Linked DNA regions of Oryctolagus cuniculus: region 2 is linked to region 1. A link is a contact called in public Hi-C data. All regions are on one chromosome and are shown on one strand. The core of a region is the stretch at or near the end of the contact, and the rest is flanking DNA. Distances in the headings are between cores, read along the strand shown.

Evidence for each region. A called contact is a pair of places that touch in the nucleus more often than the background predicts.
Region 2: a Hi-C map of an unstated tissue shows a contact between it and region 1, with 6 times the contacts expected there. The contact joins two enhancer-like sites. A contact is called at or near these places in 5 of 6 Hi-C or Micro-C datasets (ear pinna, embryonic fibroblasts, psoas muscle and 2 more).

What each region holds. Positions count from the first base shown.
Region 1 is chr2:175,925,688-175,931,890 of mOryCun1.1, reverse strand. MAPRE3 (microtubule associated protein RP/EB family member 3) reads left to right here. Exons shown (of 7, transcript XM_008254644.4): 2 at 3,248-3,375; 3 at 3,818-3,963; 4 at 4,574-4,775; 5 at 5,967-6,121. The coding sequence starts at 3,255. Among named protein-coding and RNA genes, the nearest start is that of TMEM214, 6.1 kb to the right of the region's middle. Within about 2 kb of position 2,835, at least 1 of the 8 cell types and tissues checked has an H3K27ac peak or open chromatin away from gene starts, as enhancers often do.
Region 2 is chr2:175,981,555-175,987,285 of mOryCun1.1, reverse strand. LOC103347715 (a long non-coding RNA gene) reads right to left here. Exons shown (of 3, transcript XR_516302.4): 3 at 1-2,538. Among named protein-coding and RNA genes, the nearest start is that of MAPRE3, 10 kb to the right of the region's middle. Within about 2 kb of position 3,980, at least 1 of the 8 cell types and tissues checked has an H3K27ac peak or open chromatin away from gene starts, as enhancers often do.

The sequences.
Region 1 (6,203 bases), core at 1,586-4,085:
ATTAACCCGCTGCACCACAGCGCTGGCCCCTGGACCCTACCTTTTTGCCTCTTTAGAAACATCCTGTCCACTGGCCCTCGCCCACTCCCACTGCCGTTACCTGGGGTGAGTCCCTGGAGGCAGATAACACCCCCAACCCCAGTCCCTGCCAGCGCATGCCACCCACGTGGCGAGGCAGTCCGTCTGGAACCCAGCAGTGGGGGCTGTGGTGGCGGCCACGGAAGTTGCCAAGTGCCGCGATACCGCCCGGGCTCCCGGTGCTGCAGAGACAGAGGCAGGGCAGAGAAGGGTCCTGGAGCTGACACCCAAGCTGAGTCCTACAAACCCAGCAGGGGTGGGGACCCCGGGGCCACAAGGCGATGAAGGACAACCAGAGAAAGGACAGGCCAGAGGAGGGGCTCAGCTGCTCACCGGGGTTCCTGACTCCCTCGCAGCGGCGGGTCTGGACTCCCTGCTCCTGCCTGACCAGGGGCAAGCACTTAAACAGGTTCGGGGGTGAGCGCGAGGGTCGGGTCCGGCGCAGCGGGCTCGGAGCCAGCGCGTGAGGGGAGACGCGCGTGCAGGCAGAATTGCCCTGGGAAATCTCTGGAACTGCCAGCTCCCGAGTCCTTAAAGGCTGTCCAGCCAACCACGTTTGTTTCTCTTGGCTTTGGGGCCCTGTCTGGCTCCCTTTCCCTGTGCAGGGAAGGACAGGGTTTATTTTTAAAAGCAGGAAGGACTAGGAATAAATATGAGGGTTTTCTCTCATGATTCTTCTTCCAAAAGTTCATGTAATTTCTGCGTGCAAATAATGAGGTTCTGTGGCGAATGCTTGGGGGCGGGCTGGGGCAGCTGCTGAGCAGTGATTCACAAACTTGGATGAGCTTCGGGCTCCCTGGGCAGAGGCGGGTTCTGATTCAGGAGGTCTGGGGCTTTTCTAACAAGCTGACGCCCTGGGAGCCGCGGTGTTGCTGGTCCGGGGAGCACGGTGGTCGAGACCCCTGGAGCAGAGAATGAATGAAGTCGGGGTGGGACAGCATTCTCGCGCTGCCTGTGGCCCCTGACCAAGGGAGCTGAGGCTGGAGCTAAGGCTGGGTCTGTTGGGGAGAGGGGTGGTGGCCAGGAGGGGCCACTGTGTCACAGCAGATGCCTCCAGGGGACAGGGAAGTGGACTGGTGCACTCTTTCTTCCCAGAGACACTTTGCATAATTTTTTTTTAAGATTTATTTTTATGTATTTAAAAGGCAGAGTTACAGAGAGAGAGAGGGAAAGACAGAGAGAAAGAACTCTTCCAGCCGGCGCCGCAGCTCACTAGGCTAATCCTCCGCCTAGCGGCGCCGGCACACCGGGTTCTAGTCCCGGTCGGGGAGCCGGATTCTGTCCCGGTTGCCCCCCTTCCAGGCCAGTGGAGGATGGCCCAAGCCCTTGGACCCTGCACCCCATGGGAGACCAGGATAAGTACCTGGCTCCTGCCATCGGATCAGCGCGGTGCGCCAGCCGCAGCGTGCCAGCCACGAGGCCATTGGAGGGTGAACCAACGGCAAAAGGAAGACCTTTCTCTCTGTCTCTCTCTCTCACTGTCCACTCTGCCTGTCAAAAAAAAAAAAAAAGAAGAAGAAGAAGAACTCTTCCATCCCCTGGTTCACTCCCCAAATGGCTGCATCGGCCCCCAGCTGGGCCAGGCCAAAGCCAGGAGCCTGGGACTCCATCCGGGTCTCCCACATGGGCGGTGGGGGTCCAAGCACTTGGGCCATCTTCTGCTGCTTTCCCAGGTGCATTAGCAGGGAGCTGGATTGGAAACAGAGCTGTTGGGACTCGAACCGATGCACTGATGTGGGGGGAGTGGTGCTGGCATTGCGGGCAGCAGCTTAGCTCGCTGCAACCACGGCCCCCTCATGCAGAGAGTGTGTCAAGCCTGGAGTGAAATTCTTTACTCGAGAAGCAGGCACTCACACAGCTCTCAGAACACACAGTTCTTTTTGTCCAGCTTCTGTCTCTCCATTTCTGACACAAACCTAGTTACAAGAAATATCTCCCTCCTCGCTACCCCAGTTAGTGATCAACAGCGGTGACCTTGGCCTCTGTAGGGCTAGGTGTGTAGTGAGCAGGCACTCACGCATGCTGGCCAGAGGGGGGTGCCCCTGCCCAGCTCCAGCCATTGGTGGTGGCGCAGGTTCATGGGCCCGGAGTGGCCAGGAGCAGCCAAATTGTTTGTGTGAGACGTCCCAACCTTAAATTATTGGCCCCTAATTCAAAACTGTTTCCAACACCGTGAATGCTAAACCATTCAAGTCTGCGAGGCCAATCCGGCCAGTGGGTGCCTGGTTTACGACTGCTGACTGAAAGGGCTGGGAGCGGGGGGCGGAGGGAGGGCTGGAGGCTGGGAGGCCTTCGGGGGCTCTTGCCTGCCTGGGCTGGGGAGAGGTGTAAGAACCGAGGTGGGGGACGCAGGGGCACACTGGGGACGTGGGGCTGCAGGCCTCGCGCAAGGGGCTGATGTGAACAGGATGGTCGGCTGGCCAGGGGGACCCCTCAGGCTCCTGGCCCGGGTGAGGTCCACGGGGTTGCGTATGGGAGCAGAAGCTCAATTTAAGGGAAGATTCAGGACTAGCGGGATTTAGGTGCCTCTGGGCCACAGGAACACGGAGTCTGAAGGGAGAGGAGAGAGCAGGCACTCCGCAACACGGGTCTGGCCCTGTCGCCCGTCTCCCTGGGATCCTCACTGGCTTCCCTGCGTCTAAATAGAAAGTCCAGACTCCCCCTCGTGGTAAACAAAGGCTCCCGGGCTGTCCCTGCCAACCGCCTTGCGCCATGCCCCACTCAACACCCGGCTCCCCTAGGCCGGCACAGCAACCAGGCATGCTGGGAGTAAGCCCTGCTTTGTCCCTTCTGTCCTCGCGCGGGGGCCGCCCTTCCACCCCAGCCCTTTGTGCGTCTGGAAAATTCCTACTCCAGGCTCCAGCGCCCCTGCCCTGCCAAGCAGAGGAGACCGCCCCTCCCCTGTGCCACTTGAACTTGGTGCATTTCTGTGACTGCCCAGAGGGCGTCCTCCTGTCGCGGCTTCCGCGATTCACTTTGTGCCCCCAGCTCCTGGCACTCATCTCACAGCCGGGGGCACCTGTTAGGTGTGTGAGGGGCAGGGAAATGCACCTGCTCTGCAGGGGGAGCTGCAGGTGCACAGCTGGTCTGCAGGGACCCCGTTTCCCCGGGGGGCTGCCCGCGGCCCCTCCCCAGGGCTGACCCCACCCCGTCTGTCATCTCTTTGCAGCTGGGGTATGGCCGTCAATGTGTACTCCACATCCGTGACCAGTGAGAATCTGAGTCGCCATGACATGCTTGCGTGGGTCAACGACTCCCTGCACCTCAACTATACCAAGATCGAGCAGCTCTGTTCAGGTGGGAGGCTGGGGTGGGGCGGTGCCCCGTCCTGGGAGGGAAAGGAAGGGCACAGCGCGGAGCCACAAGGTCATAGCACAAGGTCCTGCCCCCAACCCCGCCACCCAGGGTCAGAGCTCAGCCTCCGGGCCGGTGGTCTCCGCGGCTCGCTCCCATCTGTGAGACGTTGATAACAGCACCGTCTAGCTGGGGTTCCTGTTGGGATTAAACTGCATATGTGCTGCTGTGTTAAGTGTGCTGCAGGTACATGATAGGCCTCAGAAGCAGTCATGCTTTTATTCTTGGATAATTCTTTTATCCTTGGGGATTCCAGCCGTGTCGGTCCTGAAGGGAGGGCTGCCCCCAGCCTCAAGACAGGGAGAGAGAAGAGGAGACCGGGGCTGGGGCTTGGGCAAGTGAAAGGCACTGCTGAGGCCTGGCAGTCAGCCGCGCCCCTCCACAGGGGCGGCCTACTGCCAGTTCATGGACATGCTCTTCCCGGGCTGTGTGCACTTGAGGAAGGTGAAGTTCCAGGCCAAGCTAGAACACGAGTACATCCACAACTTCAAGGTGCTGCAAGCGGCGTTCAAGAAGATGGGTGTTGACAAAGTAGGTGCTGCGCTCCCGGGGGCCCTCGGGAGCTGTGTGACCCCGAGGGAGAAGATGGCCCGCCAGCCAGGCCGTCGGTGGGGTCATTTCCAGCACTTACACCCCCCCACCCCTGAGTCTGCAGGGGGAGCATCCCCCCAGCCCGAGGCCCAGCGGAAAGCCCTACCGCACGGGACGGTCCACGATGACAACACTCCTTTCCCCGCCCCCTCCTCTCTGGACCCTACCCAGCGCAGACCCTGAGCCTCTGTGTACTGTGCCTATTAAGTTGCATTTCTCTGTAGGTCCCGAGAAAAGTCTCTTTGCTCTTCTGCCTCGATGGCCCCAGAGCTGTGGGTCCCGAGCCCCCAGCCCACAAGCAGCAGCCGCAGAACCTGGGGACACCTCCCACATCCTCCTTCCTGTGCCTGTGGGAGAGGGATGTGCGGCTCCCAGGCCAGGCCTGCCAGCCTGCCCGTCTGCTCTGGTGCCATGGGCGGGGGGCAGGTGGTGGAGCTGGAAGATGCTGCGGCCCAGGGGCTGGCTCTCTGCAAGGCAGTGGCCCTCTCACACCGGAAGGCGGCCGTGCGGCAGCAGGGGCTAACAGACTCTGTTGTGTGGTCTATTTCAGATCATTCCTGTAGAGAAATTAGTGAAAGGAAAATTCCAAGATAATTTTGAGTTTATTCAGTGGTTTAAGAAATTCTTTGACGCAAACTATGATGGAAAGGATTACAACCCTCTGCTGGCGCGGCAGGGCCAGGACGTAGCGCCACCTCCTAACCCAGGTGATCAGATCTTCAACAAATCCAAGAAACTCATTGGCACAGCAGGTAACGTGCCCGAGCCGGGGGAGGGAGTGTGGGGGGCCGGGCCGGCGGGGCTCCTCAGCCAGGAGCGCCCCCGGGGCCACCCGCCCGGCCCCGCCAGCCTGGAGGAGACTGTTATCACGGAGTTCAGATGGCGCCGCCTGCTCCCCACGTAGACCAGGGGGGGTCACCGTAGGGGGCAGGAGGGCTCCAGAAACCGCTCTAAGGGAAGAGCCACCAGCTCCAGCCACGGCGGCAGCTGGTGGGAGGGAGCCCTGGGTACGGGCTCCCTTGTTTGCCGCAAGACGATGGCGCCCGAGGTGGCATGGTTTGTCTGCTTGGGGCCCGCCCAAGCCAAGGGCCTGAGGCCAGCACCACAGCCCCTTCTGGCCTGCTGCCCACTGGATGCCAGGGGCACGGGTGTGGGAACTTGTTTGTGTCTTCCCCATTCCAAAGGCCCAGAGCCCTGAGTCCTAAGGAGATGAGTCCCACAAAATGGGCTTTGTCCGGGTCCTAGAGAGGCAGGGAGAGAAGCAGTGGAGCCTGCTGGAGGGGGGACAGCAGGGCTGCAGAGGGAGAGGCAGAGGAGCAGCCCCAGCCCGCGCCTGAGCCCGTCATAGCAGGGCCACCTCCTCCGTTTGCGCCGCGCCACTCTCCCCGCTTGCTTTGCATTAGAAGCAGCCTCTGCCACTGGGCAGGGCTAGACAGCAAAGTAGCCACCGCATGCCCCGCATGCCGGCCGGCCGCGCTGGGCTGCAGCGGGCTCCCTGGGTCCCGGCCAGCAGAGGGCCGGAGGGGCGGGGCCGGGGTTCCTGTGTAGCCTCCAGTGGGGTGGCTCTGGGCTGGGGCTTGTCAGGAGTCCCCTGTGCCAGCTACTGCTCCTCCCATTCCAGCTGTCAGTACAGGAGACCCCTGCACCCTTCCAGCCCCACCCACCTCTCCAGATTTGCCTGCCCTGTGTAGCTCATGTCCCCACCCTCCCACCTCGCCCCCTACTACCCAGTAGGCCCTGCGCTCCCAGGCTTGCTAGAGGGCTGCCCTGCTGCTGTAGTGTCACGTGTGGCCGAGGCTCGAGGCCTAGATGTAGATGCCCTGGGGGGGGTGGGGGTGCCTGCCTGTCGCATGGGCCTGCCCCTGCCGTCCTCCACCCGGGCTTTCTCGGACGTGAGAGCCGTGGGCTCACATGGCCTCATCCGCCTCCTCTCCTCCGGGCAGTTCCACAGAGAACATCTCCCACAGGCCCCAAAAACATGCAGACCTCTGGCCGGCTGAGCAACGTGGCCCCACCCTGCATCCTCCGCAAGAACCCGCCGGCGGCCCGGAACGGCGGCCACGAGACCGATGCACAGATTCTCGAGCTCAACCAGCAGGTGGGCGGGACGGGTGCAAGCAAGCTGCCCCCGCTGGGACCAGAGGGCAGGCTGGGCCGAGGGGCGAGGGGAGGGGGCGGCC
Region 2 (5,731 bases), core at 2,731-5,230, 54 kb before region 1:
TTGGCGTGGCGCACCGGCTGTAGCAGCCATTTGGGGGGTGAACTAATGAAAGGAAGACCTTTCTCTCTGTCTGTCTCACTGTCTAACTCTGCCTGTCAACAACAACAAAAAAACAAGAGCCGCAAGCATACTCTGCTGTCTTCTCTCCACCTTTATGAAGCCGTAAACTTACACAAGGCATTACTATCACAAGGCAGGCTTTGCTGCACTTGCACATGTACTCTGTGTAGCAACTCCTTAAAGAGGAAGGGGCTAGGGAGATACAGGAATGTTTCTGCATCTCCATGAAAGTTAGTATAAATCTGAAGCTGGCTCTGATACAATGTTGATGGTAAGGCCTAGAGCAACCACTAATGAAATAATAACATAGAGTGGAAAATCACTAACGAACTCAACTGCTACATTAAAAATACACATTTAATGTAAAGTAAAGCAGTCAAAGGAGAATAGGGGAATAAAAAAGATAGGCCCATTGAGAACAAAAAACAAAGCAAATGTAAGTTGAACTGCAGGTTAAACCATCTAACCAAAAGGCAGAGATTACTAGAATGGACTTAAGAAGACCTAACTGTGGCTTAGTGGGTAAAGCTGCCGCCTGAAGTGCCGGCATCTCATATGGGCACTGGTTCAAGTCCTGGCTGCTCCACTTCCCATCCAGCTCTCTGCTATGGCCTGGGAAAGCAGTAGAGGATGGCCCAAGTCCTTGGGCCTTTTCACCCTGTGGGAGACCCAGAAGAGGCTCCTGGTTTCAAATCGGCCCATCTCCAGACATTGCAGCCACCTGGGGAGTGAACCAGTGGATGGAAGATCTTGATCCATCTCTCTCTCTCTCTCTCTCTCTCTCTCTGAACTCTACCTTCCAAATAAATAAATAAATCTTTTTAAAAAAATAATCCAACTATATGCTATCTCTAAGAGACAGGTTTTAGATTAAAAATACAGATTGAAAGTGCAATAAAATATTCTATAGATTTAAAAAGACAGAAATAATACGACGTATATTCTCCAGTGACAACAGAATGAAGTGAGACATTAATAAGAAGGGAAAAAATGAGAAGTTCACATACACCAAAGCTTATGGGATATAGTGAAAGCAGAGCTAAAAGGAAAATTTATAGTTATAAAAGCATATGTTAAAAAAGAGCTCAAATTTATATTCTGACCTTCTAAAGACACTAGACAAATGAGCAATTCACAGGCCTTTAGCTAGATTGACCAAGAAACCATGGGAAGATTCAAATCACTAAAATCAGAAATTAAAAAACAGACATTACTACTGACCTTCCAGAAATAATCACAGAGGAATACAATGATAAACCAACATGAATCCTGCAGCATAAAAGAGAATTAGACATAATGACCACGTGGGACTTATCCCGGGAATCCAAGGTTGGCTTAACACTTGAAAATCAATAGACTAAGAAATAGAAACCACAGCATCTTCTCAACAAATGCAGAAAAAACAATTGAAACTATCCAATGCCACTTCCTTGTACAAAAGAAAGAAAACACTCAACACAGAAATAGTGTTAGGTATGGAATAGCTTTGGGTTCTGGCCTCTCGTACCCCCAGAAAGGAGACGGAGACCGACCTCAACAGAGACAGATTGCTTTATTTGAAGCAGAGAGGTTGTCGACCGTCTCTTTTTTCCATCTCTCCTTTCCTGGGGTACGAAAGGCCAGAACCCTGAGCTATTCCATACTTAACAAATAGAGGCCGGCGCCGCGGCTCAATAGGCTAATCCTCCACCTAGCGGCGCTGGCACACCGGGTTCTAGTCCTGGTCGGGGCGCCGGATTCTGTCCCGGTTGTACCTCTTCCAGGCCAGCTCTCTGCTGTGGCCCAGGAAGGCAGTGGAGGATGGCCCAAGTGCTTGGGCCCTGCACCCGCATGGGAGACCAGGAGAAGCACCTGGCTCCTGCCATCGGATCAGCACGGTGAGGAGGTTATGGGGGCCGGCTACCTGCCACGCTGGGATCCCATGTAAGTGCCAGCTCCAGTCCCCACTGCTCCATGTTCGATCAGCTCCCTGCTAACGTGGCTGGGAAAGCAGTGGAAGTGCTGGGCCCAAGTGCTGGGCCCCTGCTCCCACGCCAGAGAAGCTCCTGGCTCCTGGCTTCCGCCTGGCCCAGCCCTGACCTTCGTAGCCATTTGGGGAGTGAACCAGCAGATGGAAGATCTCTCCTACATGCTTTATTATTTAAAATAAATAGAATAAATTTTTTTAAAAAAAGCACTTGGGCAGGTGATGGGCTCAGTGGGCAGGAGCTTGGGGACTTCCCCAGCACAGCCACCACACCCTCACCCCATGGAGGCCGGGATAGAATCCCAACCAGCAGTTAGGTGACCAGCGGGGCCTCACAGAGCCTCCCCCAGCCCAGGTAAGGCTTCAGGTGCGCTGGCAGGTGAGGTCCCAGGAGTCTGTAGGAGCTGCACGTGCCCTGGCAGGGCCTCCAGGAGTCGGCTTCCGGCCTCACTTCCGTTTTGTCTTCCTGTTGATCTCTTCCTGATCAGACCTGGGAGCCGCCCCCTGAGCTGCTGGAGACAGAGATGGTGAGCATCACCAGGCAGGCTTGGAAGGCCATGGGTACAGCAGGAGGCCTTGCCCTGACTGAGGAAGGGGTGGGGGTAGGGTAGGGTTTGGTGAGGGTGACGACCCAGACAGAGGGAAAGGGGGAGAGGCCGTCATTCAACACCACTGACCACCACTGTGGACCGGTTCCCTGCGTGCTTCGCGGCTTCTTAATTTAAGGTGCAAGGGGGCTGAAATCCCCTGCATCTCTTTCCCGCGCGGGAACACGGCCTCGCTGTCTGGCTAGCCTCTCAGAAGGGAGACTGAAACTGTTGGGAGCCACCTTAAGCACGAGTCCTAATACACTCAGCAGATCAGATCAGGGCACTGCTCCTAAGGCCTGGGCTTCCGGCCTGGGGAAGGGGCAGGGAAACCCTGGGGAGGCAGAGGATTCTGGGACAGTGAAGCCCTGGCAGTAGCTCCCCTGGGAAAGTGCCTTCAGCTCCCCAGTGGCCAGAGCAGCAGCAACTTCAAACCGAAAATGCCAGGAAGGTGTGTTTTCCCTGGCCCCTCTCCCCTGCCATACCTGTGGGCTCCTCTCTGCTCTGCAAGTCCTGGCCACAGTACTACCCACAGGGCCCTCCAGAGGGCGCTTTAAGCTCACCAGTGACTACTTCTTTGGCTAAGGGTGCATCAGCCGCCTAACCTACCTGAACAACTGAGGCTCCAGGAAAGGCGGGTGTGTCCAGGTTGTCTTAGTCCCGCTCACAGAACCACCCAGGATCAGATCAACCCTGAGTGAGGGTCCATGGCAAACTCCCCCACCTGGAGCTCCCTGGGGACAAATGTCTCTTTGAAAGCCCATTTCAGAGTATAGTTGGAAAAGGTTGCCAGGTGGGGCAAATAAAAGCACAGGACGCCCAGCCAGATCTGGATTTCATATAAAAATAATTTTTAGTATAAGTACGTCCCAAATAGTGTTTGTGAAATACTTATAAATATTTATTGTGTACCTGTAAGTCAAGTTGAAAGAAGGTGCCATGTTTTTATCTGACAATTCCAGTTGAGACTTGCTCAAGTGAGTTTTCTGCTTGCTGTTTAACCTGATTCATGGGACACCTACCTACCAGGCGTATTTCAGATGATACAAAAAAATGAACCAAGCTCCTGCATTTAGAAGTGAGTTTGGGGAACGCCAGGCTGACAGTACTGAGGGTACAAACAGTGTTGGAGGCGTGGGGTAGCGACAGTTCAGATTTGGGTGTTGGCTTTGCATTCAAGCCCCACTTCTGATGTTCAGCAAGTGATTACGCTCACTGAGCCCGTTTATTGGGAAAGGGGAAGTAACAACCTCAGAAGATGCAGAGAGGTCGCTGGGACGAGGGTGCGTCTCGCGCCTGCTGTAGCAGGAGCTGAGGGAATGCTAACATCTCCCATTATACATTAGAGATACTGTGAAGGCAGGCAGCTGGCACAGAGGCTAAGACAGTGCTTGGGAGGCCCCCATCCAATGCTGGAGAATCTGCATTTGAGTCCTGACTCCACTTCTAATTCCAGCTTCCTACTAATGCACACCCTGCAGGTGTGCAGGTGATGGCTCAAGTGCTTGGAACCCTGCCATCCATTTGAGAGACCCAGATGAAGTTCAAGGCTCCTGGCTTCAGCCCGGCCCAGCCCCAGCTATTGTGGGCATTTGAGGAGTGAACCAGTGAATGAGATCTATCTCTCTAATAAGTAAAATTAATTCATTTTTTTAGATTTAAGTGCTATGGTACCAGTTAGCCTTATTTGCTTTAAAAGAGTCTCTCCAAAGGATGTAACATTTCACTTTTAAAAACAATACCCAGGGGCAGGCACTGTGGCTTAGTAGGTTTGGCCTCCACCAATTGCACCGGCATCCTTTATGGATGCCAGTTCAAGTCCTGGCTGCTCCAGCTCCCTGCTTATGCACCTGGGAAAGCATTAGAGGATGGCCCAAGTCCTTGGGCCCCTGTGCCCACGTGGGAGACCCGGAAGAAGCTCCTGCCTCCCGGGTTCGGATTGGCCCAGCTCTGGCCATATTGCAGCCATTTGGAGAGTGAACCAGTGGATGAAAGATCTCTCTCTCTCTCTCTCTCTCTCTCTCTGCCTCTGAAATAAATAAATTTTTTTTGTGACATAGCTAGTAAAGCCTTCCCATATGGGTCCCAGTTCAATTCCCGGTTGCTCCACTTCCAATCCAGCTCTCTGCTACCACCTGGGAAAGCAGTAGAAGATGGCCCAGGTCCTTGAACCCCTGTACCCATGTGAGAAACGAGGAAGAAGCTCCTGGCTCCTGGATTCAGATCAGCCCAGCTCCACCAGCAGTTGCAGCCATCTGGGGAGTGAACCAGTAGATGAAAGATCTCTCTCTCTCTCTCTCTCTCTCTCCTCTCTCCTCTCTCCTCTCTCCTCTCTCCTCTCTCCTCTCTCCTCTCTCCTCTCTCCTCTCTCCTCTCTCCTCTCTCTCCCCCTCTGCTTCTCTGTACCTCTGCCTTTCAAATAAATAAATATTAAAAAAAATCTGCAAAGTCTCAGTTTGATATGTGCCTCTAGATCAGGTGACAAGGCATAGCTGGAGTGTGGGGGTGGACAGTCAGATAAAGTCCCCAGTGAACACCCCTGAGAGTTTGAGTTATTATTGGCAGTTACCATTTGGTGAGTATGGACAGCACATGGGGCATAGCTTGACATCTTTCATACATTTTCTCATTTAACCATCACAACCTCACATGAGGAAAACCAAGGCCAAGGTCACATAGGCTGGAACTCCGGGACCCAGGGCTTGTGGGATTCCAGCAGGGTGGAGGGCAGACGCACTCTCTAAATAAAAGCTCGTCCACTTCGAGGCATGTAATTTAAGTCCAGTCCGCAGCGAAATTACACATTGCCTACGTGGGTCCCTTGCAAATGTTTAGAACCACGTCAAGGTTTCCTGTGTTGTGCGAATCTGTCTGGGTTTAGCACCCTGTTCCCCTTCTAGCTTCCAATGAATAATGAACGTGGTTGGTAACAGTTACCAGCACGGCAGGGCCTCCCTGCATTTCGGGCACAGCCCAGCCAGGGCACCCCAGCAGAATCCAATCCAAACGCCAGTCCCACAGTGGCCAGAGCTAACCCCCTTCTCTGAGACTATCCTCTCAGGCACCCTGGGAAAAGCCCAGGAAGGTCACCTTGGCCGCCTGGCTGTTTTCGGTCCTG